2 separate regions of the Mus musculus genome follow, and region 1 is linked to region 2. A link is a contact called in public Hi-C data. All regions are on one chromosome and are shown on one strand. Each heading gives the region's core, a stretch centred on a gene start, on an enhancer-like site or on the middle of the called end of the contact. The rest is flanking DNA. Distances are from core to core; before and after follow the strand shown. Region 1 overlaps Slc25a13 (solute carrier family 25 (mitochondrial carrier, adenine nucleotide translocator), member 13). Region 2 overlaps Dync1i1 (dynein cytoplasmic 1 intermediate chain 1).

What was found. Hi-C and Micro-C count contacts between places; a contact is called where the count stands out from the background.
Region 1: a Hi-C map of uterus shows a contact between it and region 2, with 4 times the contacts expected there. The contact joins two enhancer-like sites. A contact is called at or near these places in 11 of 484 Hi-C or Micro-C datasets (embryonic fibroblasts, embryonic stem cells, nephron progenitors and 1 more), 1 of 115 datasets of contacts at active chromatin or transcription factors (embryonic stem cells) and 1 of 9 other capture datasets (embryonic stem cells).

Annotation. Positions count from the first base shown.
Region 1 is chr6:6,091,519-6,095,802 of GRCm38.p6, forward strand. It overlaps Slc25a13 (solute carrier family 25 (mitochondrial carrier, adenine nucleotide translocator), member 13), which reads right to left. Exons shown (of 18, transcript NM_001177572.1): 13 at 3,629-3,709. Among named protein-coding and RNA genes, the nearest start is that of 1700019G24Rik, 120 kb to the left of the region's middle. Within about 2 kb of position 2,998, at least 7 of the 459 cell types and tissues checked have an H3K27ac peak or open chromatin away from gene starts, as enhancers often do. A contact at or near this core is called in uterus, where this site is marked.
Region 2 is chr6:6,022,256-6,026,188 of GRCm38.p6, forward strand. The region is part of intron 16 of Dync1i1 (dynein cytoplasmic 1 intermediate chain 1); the gene reads left to right. Among named protein-coding and RNA genes, the nearest start is that of 1700019G24Rik, 47 kb to the left of the region's middle. Within about 2 kb of position 1,931, at least 5 of the 459 cell types and tissues checked have an H3K27ac peak or open chromatin away from gene starts, as enhancers often do. A contact at or near this core is called in uterus, where this site is marked.

The DNA.
Region 1 (4,284 bases), core at 1,748-4,247, 70 kb after region 2:
AACCACTGCCTTTACAAAAACTATGACAGAATTTATTTTCTACTGACATAGAAATATATAGATAGATAGATATAGATAGATAGATATAGGTATAGAGATAGATAGATAGATAGCCATATATATTTTAAACTAAGAATGAGTCTGTAAAATCAAAGGTGTTGATACAGTTTTTCTGGCGAGTATTAGATTTTCATGTGAGATACTTTCTTAAAAACAATCCTAGGACCGCATTTGGCTTTCCTTACCTGGTATTTAATAAGATCAAAGGAGCAGAAGATCTCAGGCTGCTCACACGCCTCACCTAGACTTTAATCCTTTATTCATCTGGATGCATAGAAGAGACTTCTTTATTTTGGTAGAGCTACAGGAAGAAGGCTCACGGTATACCCAGAGCTGGCAGGTGAATTTTTGGAGTTGCTGGCAGGGCTGTGGTCACATGCCTTTTCCTCTACCAAGTTTACCAATACTATATCCCTTGCAGGTTATCAGCCGCACACACTGTTTTACAGAAGGAGTGGTGACCAACAAGGGAAAGGCTGGAAAGAGAATGTGTATATATGTTGTTCAAGGGGAACCAGGGGGCCCAAGTTTCTCTCAGAATTCTTGCATCAGTGAGTCTAATTTAAAAATCAGAACACCACCACAAAGATTTCTTTCTGATGTAAGAGTTTATAAACTCCACTCTTAGCATCTAGTTGAGTTACAGATTATGGTGAAAATATCACTACCATTCACTGTTGATCTATTTTTTAAAAAATGCTTAGAAAACTAAAGTCAAAAATTTAGGCAGGATTCTATACTAGAACTAATCTCAGTAAGACATTTAAAATTTATTTTTAACTAAAGAAAAGTTTCACCTTTGCCCTTTCATGTGAACCAGCTTTACAAAATGCTATTTTATGAAAATAACAAGGAATAGGATACGTTTTATTGAAATGCTGATGACCGTCTCCCTCCAAATGGCCAACCAGTTCATTCTTCTAAAATGAGTAAATAAATGAGATCAGCCAAGCACTATGGAGCGGTAGGTTACAAGCCAACGATCTTTGCGTATTTTCCCCGTTGGCAAAACCATTGTAAACCAGAGACGGCTTTGTTCAAAGGAATGGACAGCTTTGGTTGACGTGAGGGAAAAGTCAGCCATGTGTGCTAACACTCAGCAATAACGCACGCAGCACACTGAGCTCCAAGGGACTTAAAAGTCAACGCCCAGTGATGCTTGGCTGAGCTAAAGCAAGAAACTGCTCATGTGACACGAGGTCACAGAACCCTTTGTGTTCCTAATCACACAGACCAGCCCATAGAACTCAGGACTTTATTCTGTGATATACACCAGCTCTGAAAGGGAGAGACCTCAAAAAAGGATAGGAGAGATACTGTTATAACATACACACATAGACACATACACTCTCACAGACAGACAGACAGACAGACAGACACACACACACAACACACACACACACACACACACACACACACACACAGAGGCACACAAACATCCATTTTACTCTCTCCTGGGATCTTTGCTCCCTACATGACTGCTTAACTGAACTTAAAACTCTTCTTAAAGCCTTGACTAGTGTGGGGAGGGACGCAAAACCAGAGATGAACTTCAGAGGGCCGCCTTTGAGGTAAAGGATGGCAAACCTCATTTCACAGATATTTTAAGTAGCTGTAAAACCCAAGTGGCTCCAATCTTAAGCCTGTGTTTAGATCAAGCTTGAAAGGGGGTGCGTCTCTTTACAATAGCTAGGCACCACTTGTGATGCCAATCAGTGCTCTGTGTTTGAAATGGGCCACCATACTTGCAAACAAGACCACCTACAGAGGGCACCTTGACAATGAATGCATGCCACAGCCAATCTCCTCAGCCTCCAAACGCATGCACAGGCATTAGGGAAAAAATACACCTCCATGCTCTGTGCCATGATGTGGCCTGACTGGAGTCATAGAAGCAATTTCACATTTTAAATTCTTACATAACTCTAATATCACGTGTCTACGAAGTTTAAAACTGTAATCTATAAAATATAAAATAAAACCTCCATCTTTTCCTGACCTAAGTACCCTGCTATGCCAGGCAAGACTCTTTGCAACACATTCAAGGACTAGGCTAGGCTCAGCCTCAGGAGACAGACATCTATTCAATGTCTTAGGCTCATTGCAACATTCCGAAGGACTGTGCTAGATCCAACCCACAGAAGCACCTATTTAAATGTTAGAAAGCGAGCTGGACGGGTGAGTGGCTCAGTAGGTAAACACAGATAGTGACTGCCCTTCCAGAGGGGCCCAGTGCAGTTTCCAGCAACCACCTCAGGCCACTCACAACTAACTCTAGCTCCAGAAAATATTAATTCTTTACTTGGGCAAGCACACACTTAATACACATTCACAAACACACACATTAATTAATTAGTTAATTAATTAAAAATAGAACTCCTTGCTAGTGGAATGGCGAAGGCAGTGTTGCTTGCAGTGAAGACTACTTAACAGAAAGGACTTCTGAACCCTCTGATGATGACCGTGCATCCTTTGCATTGAGGAAATAAAGGTCCCCTTCTCCATCCTCAATGCTCCTAGAGTTACAGAACACGGGACCCTACCTGGCCACTTCTGACAGGTCAGTGATCAAACAAAGAGTCAGGCAGCAGTCAAATTCCATCCTCTCTTGAAGTCACCAGGAACAAGGACTCCTGGCAGCTCCTACATTCAACATGAGGCAGGCCCGTGTGCCTTTTCCACACAAGCATTTCAGGTGTTGGCCCAACTTCTACACTCAATGATTTTCAAGGAGAAAAAGAAAAATAATATGTGTGCATTTGCTGCCTGACCAGGCCAATAAAAAAAAAAAGGAAGAAAGAAAGAAAGAAAAATGTGACCTCATGTTTTCTTATATGAAAAGTTACTTAAGGTTAGTGGGTGGATATATTGATACTGTATTGCCTGGGTGATCAAAGTCTGTTTACTTAGTGAACCTTATCGTTAAATGGCTCCAGCCTTTTGTACAAGAGTTAATTTTCCTGAAGTAGTTGCATTCACATGGACAAACCGGCCCACGGTCCAGAGGCAGACAATGCTCTTTTGAGCTTTAGACCAAGATGCAGGTTGCTCACCCATAGCCCAAAGCCATCAGTCCACACGTTTCTGACAAGGCGGAACACCCTTGGCCAGCTGTTTCTCAGCCTCTCTCCCAAAAGCATTGATGCTGGAATGTTCGAGGCCACTATCAAGACAGAGCAAAGCAGAGAGCTGGAGAGGCTGAGCGCAAGCCACAGACTTTCCTGCGTGACCCAGCAGAGGATGCCACAGGAAACAAGATGCTACGAAGAAAATTCAGGAAGGGGTGGTAAAAGGTCTTTCAGGGGCCAAACATGTCCTTGGCAAGATAAGCTGAGGGCAGAGCTGACTCCAAGCAGTGAGAAATGTTAACAGGCATGAATGAAGAAGAGGGAGAAAGATCAGCAGTTCACCCTTTACCTCAGGAACCACAGCCTGTCTAGGAAACACTGGCCTTGCACAGGATCTGCGGTCAAAGAGAAGTCTTAGTATCCACTTGCTGTTCACGGCAGTGATACATAAATGAAGAACGGCTTTCCAATACAGAAAGAAATCGAGAAAAGGTACTTACACAGCCTCCAGCAAAAATCTCTGCCAAAAGTGGGACGGAGCCATCTTTGTGCATAAATTTATCTCTCACAAAATCGTTCACCTTAAAGAGAAATATTTATAGAAGCAGATGAAAACTATAAAGAAAATCATTAAACACATATAAATATACATCTGTCAATATACGTTACTTTTTCTCAGCTGTTTGCCTAAATTAATGGATCTTCAAATAATCTAAGAAATACTCTTAATAGTGTACAGGTAGTTTTTAATTTATATTTTATAATCACATAGATATAAATTCAAAGAAAAATGGCCTAGAGAAGCAAAAATTTACAGATGCCCTGCAATTATAGTAGAAGGAAAAGCTAGACATTGATAGTGCAGATGAAAACATACATTCTATAAATTAAAAAATGTCTTATAAGTTGGAATTAAAGTCATAGTAAATCTTTTAACAGCATTTAATTTAAAATAGCACTCCTCACTGACACAAATTTAGGCTGCTGAGTGGTTTTATTTTTTTTTCCTTTTTCTTTTCAGCTTAGTAGATATTTAGTATCTAAACCTTCCTCAGAGGGCCAGAGAGAGATGGCTCAGCAATTAACAGTGTCTTACGCTCTTTTAGAAGACTCCAGTTGAATGCCCAGCACCCATTTCAAGTTCCTTCTAATTGTC
Region 2 (3,933 bases), core at 681-3,180:
GATCAGAGAGGTTCCTAAGGACACACAGCAAAAAGTGACAAGCTGGGAGGGGAAAACAAAACAAAACAAAACAAAACAAAACAAAACATCATTTGGCTACTTTCTGTGGTGGATGAAAGCCAGTTCTGGCTTTATCTCCAGTTCTAGCTACTCTCCTGTCTGTGCCTCTTACAAGGTACCCAAGATGCCCAGGTGGGACACACTATGGTCAGACTCACCAGTCAGTGAGGCTACAGGCAGCTGTTGACCCACTTAGAGAGCGGCTCAGCTCCCCTGACCCAGCAACACAGGTCGGGTGGACAGAAGGAATATGGGAGAAGTTAAAATCATCCACGTATGTGATTTTTTTTTCTTCCTACAAGTTTCGTGCCTTTGCTCTTTGCTTGTGACCTTTTGTCCCCTAAGAATTTTGGATTACAGTCTTTGGAATCTTTTAGCGGGTAACTCAAAACGCATTACCTGCCGGCCATTCTACTGTGGAGGGCTGGCCCTTTTAGAGTGTGAGGTGTTACCTGCCCCACACGGACTTGTGAAACTGACTTGGGAAGACTGTTTAGCTGCCTTTATTTCCCTTTTCCTTGTGGGTAAAGATGGGTTTCTTAATGTTCTCATAACAGTCAGAGTTCATTCTTTTAGGAAAAAATGGTCCTCAGAAGCATACTGAAGAACAGGTGTAAGCTACCTGTCGTGTTTTAGGACCCTCTTTCATCAGAGTGACAGCTTACAGTGTGAATACCGTATGAAGGACTCAGTCTCTCTTCACTCAGATTACCTTTCCTGTCTTCGCCACGGCTCTGTTGATAAATGGTCCGATGCCCCCATCCCCATTTGACAATCGAGGCAATGAGAGGATAAAGCCTGGCTCTTGCCGGCAACTGAAATAAGAGTAAGACTCGATTGTCCTGACCGAGTATGAGGTTTATTTCCCCCTCTTTCTTAACGCCAAATTGCTACCTCAATAACTACCTTTGGCCTTCAATCCTCTGGCTGTTAATACAGGGTCATTCCAGATCTATAAAAGGTGGGTGCTTCTCGAGCTGAGAGTTTATTATCTTAGAAATCAGAGCCCTCGGTGCTTAAGGCATTCAAATGCTTTAAACACTTTACCCTTCCCCAGATTAGGCAGCAGTTCTCAGGCAGGGTGGACCAGCTATGGGTGAGCTCTGCTCTGAGAAGCAGTGGGAAATAGGAGTCTTCCATGACCTACAGTGTGACTCCGGCCGACCAATCTGCAGCAGAAAATGCTTCCAGATCCAAGTGGGCCCAACGGAAGGTCTCGAAAGTCTGGCATTGCCTTTATTTCACTATGCGTGTTTTTCTCCTTATTGCCTCTCATGGATATTTCAATGGATCAGGATTATCATCACCATGAGAAATGCAAATACTTTTCCGATCATAATCTATTTATTTATGTGGAGACCAGGTTTTACTATGTAGCCCAGGATGTCCTGGAACTCACTATGTAAACCAGGCTGGCCACCAAATCAGAGATCTGTCTGCCTCTGCCTCCCAAGGGCTGGGGTTAAAGGCATGAGCCACCTCACCATGCAACAAGTGGAAATGATTTAGGAATTATTGGAAACAGTTCTTTGCAAGGGGCAGGGGTGTAGTCCTCAATGGTGCTTAGGTGCTCTGCATTTTTAGCCTTTCGTGCCTTGATAGAAACTGAAGAGAGGCTGAAGCAATGCCTCAGCTACCTGCTTGACAGGGAGACATCACTTACAGTAAGAACACACTTCTCCATGCTATTCAGTTTCTGAATCTACGCCAGTATGCACTCATTTTGGCCAAAGCCAGCATTCATTTTCACCTCCACTTCCCGGTCATCACATTTCAAAAGGGTTGTCAAGGGTCTCTGGTTCTAACACAGGGCCTGGCACCCTCGCTCAATCACTCGCTCGCTGTGCATGCTGATTAGGTGCTGGGTAGGAACAAAGCCTTTTCCTAACCAGTGAGTAAGGAGTGGTTAGAAACGCCCCAGCACTTCTCTCAACTCCTTGCTCTGTCTGAGAACACCATGAAAGAGACTGGGAACTTCCCAGGGTAAGAAGGACAGCTCAGTCCAAACAGATTTTGTTTAGAGTCATAAGAAACAGACAAGAGTGGCCATCCCCTTTGTGAAGCACCTGTTTGGTCTCACCTACAAGTCATTCAGATGCCAACAGTGGTGACTTCAGCAGTGGAAATGACCTGTGAATACACATTCGCACATTTGGGCTAAGATTACACTTAGAGTGTTTCCTGATGTGATGTTTCATTCTAAAAATGGAGCAGTGTGCTGTGTGGCTTCTACAGCGAACAGTGCATTCAGGTTGGGTTATTTTTATAGCCAACTGGGTGAAAAGGTGCAACGTATGTGCTAGGAAAATGAACTTCAAGATTCGAGAAGTAATTGTGTTTTTATCATTTCTGTTCCAGAATTTGATGTAGACAAAGCAAACTAATATTTCTGTAATGCACATGTACTTCAGGAAGGAAAACACTTGAGGGAATGAAATTTTAAAAAAAAAAAGCTTAATATGTGTGTATATTTGTGTGAATGTGTGGCGTGATTTTTACACAAAATATTATTAGCTTATTAGCAAGAAGAATATTACAAAATGCCTTAGGCATAATCTGCATATTTAAATGCCTGTGAAGACAAACCTTCATATGGAAAATCATGTTTTAGCGTTTAAGTATTTTACATTGGTTTCAGTTCCATGAAAGAGAATAGTTTAACTGCTAGAATAACTGCATAGTTTAACTGCTAGAACAATTTTGTTTAGTAGAAACATTTAGGTTTGAGAAAATTTAGTTTTTATACAATAGAGATGTGGTTTAATATAACATGCATGGTTGCCAGTTTCAACCTGTGTCTGGCCACTATTTGAACTTGATGATCCAGAATCTAAACAGAGGTCACTTCTTAAGCATCTTGCTAAGATTACTACATTTCCTGTTCTGATGCATGAATCCTATACAGTGCTATCAATAAAATGTTATGCAGGCCATCAGATGTTAATATTTTTCCTGCATGAAGAAATAGTATAGTCTTATGTGTGTGTGGGGGGGGGGGTCCTCATCTGTCTGTAAGCAGATGCTGCTGGGTTGGCTCAGTTTTTTCTTCAAGTTTAACGTCATATAGAGGTGAGAGGTGCTTTAGCTTTGTAACTCTCCCAGCTTTATTTTCTGAGAGAAAAAGTCATGCTCTCTTGATTGAGTTCCTATCTCTCCTCCAGCTTTCGTTACATAGTTCTTTTTGCAAACATTAGCTCTGGTACCAGGAGAAGGAAAGGAAACATGGACCTGTTCTTTTACTTAAATGATCCCAACCCTCTTGCCTGTTTATGCTGTTGGTTAGCTATTTTGAGTCTTTTAGTTTGGGGGTCTCATTTCCCCAGGGAAGTATTATCTTTAATGGAAGACAAAAATGAAGACTAGTGAAATCCGAGAGAAGATCTCACCATAAGGAAACTGGTCTGAGCTAAGGGTAATGATGTCACTCGGTATTATTGTGAATGTGTGTCATTGATGCAAGAGAAATTTAGATTCATTTCAATAACTAGGGGAGTGTCCCTATTTCACTAGTTCATAAAGTACTCATATGTCTGAATGAAACTCTCACTGGAGAAGCATTTCTGATAATGAACTGAATGCTTTCCCACCTGGACATCAGTTTCAGAATTATATTTTTTGAAACGTTTGACCTTAGTACTAGAAGTCACTTAAGAGCATACTTTACAGAACGGCACTGCCACTCTCCAGTCAGTTTTCTTGGACAGATAGTATCGGAGACTATCATTTCCTCTAATAAACCCTTAAAGGTTCTAATCATCTGGCTGTGTATAGTGAGAAATTTTCTAGTTATAGTCATAATTTGAACACTTACTTTCTTCTTCCTCTCTCTCTCCCTCTCTCTCTCTCTCTCTCTCTCTCTCTCTCTCTTTACTT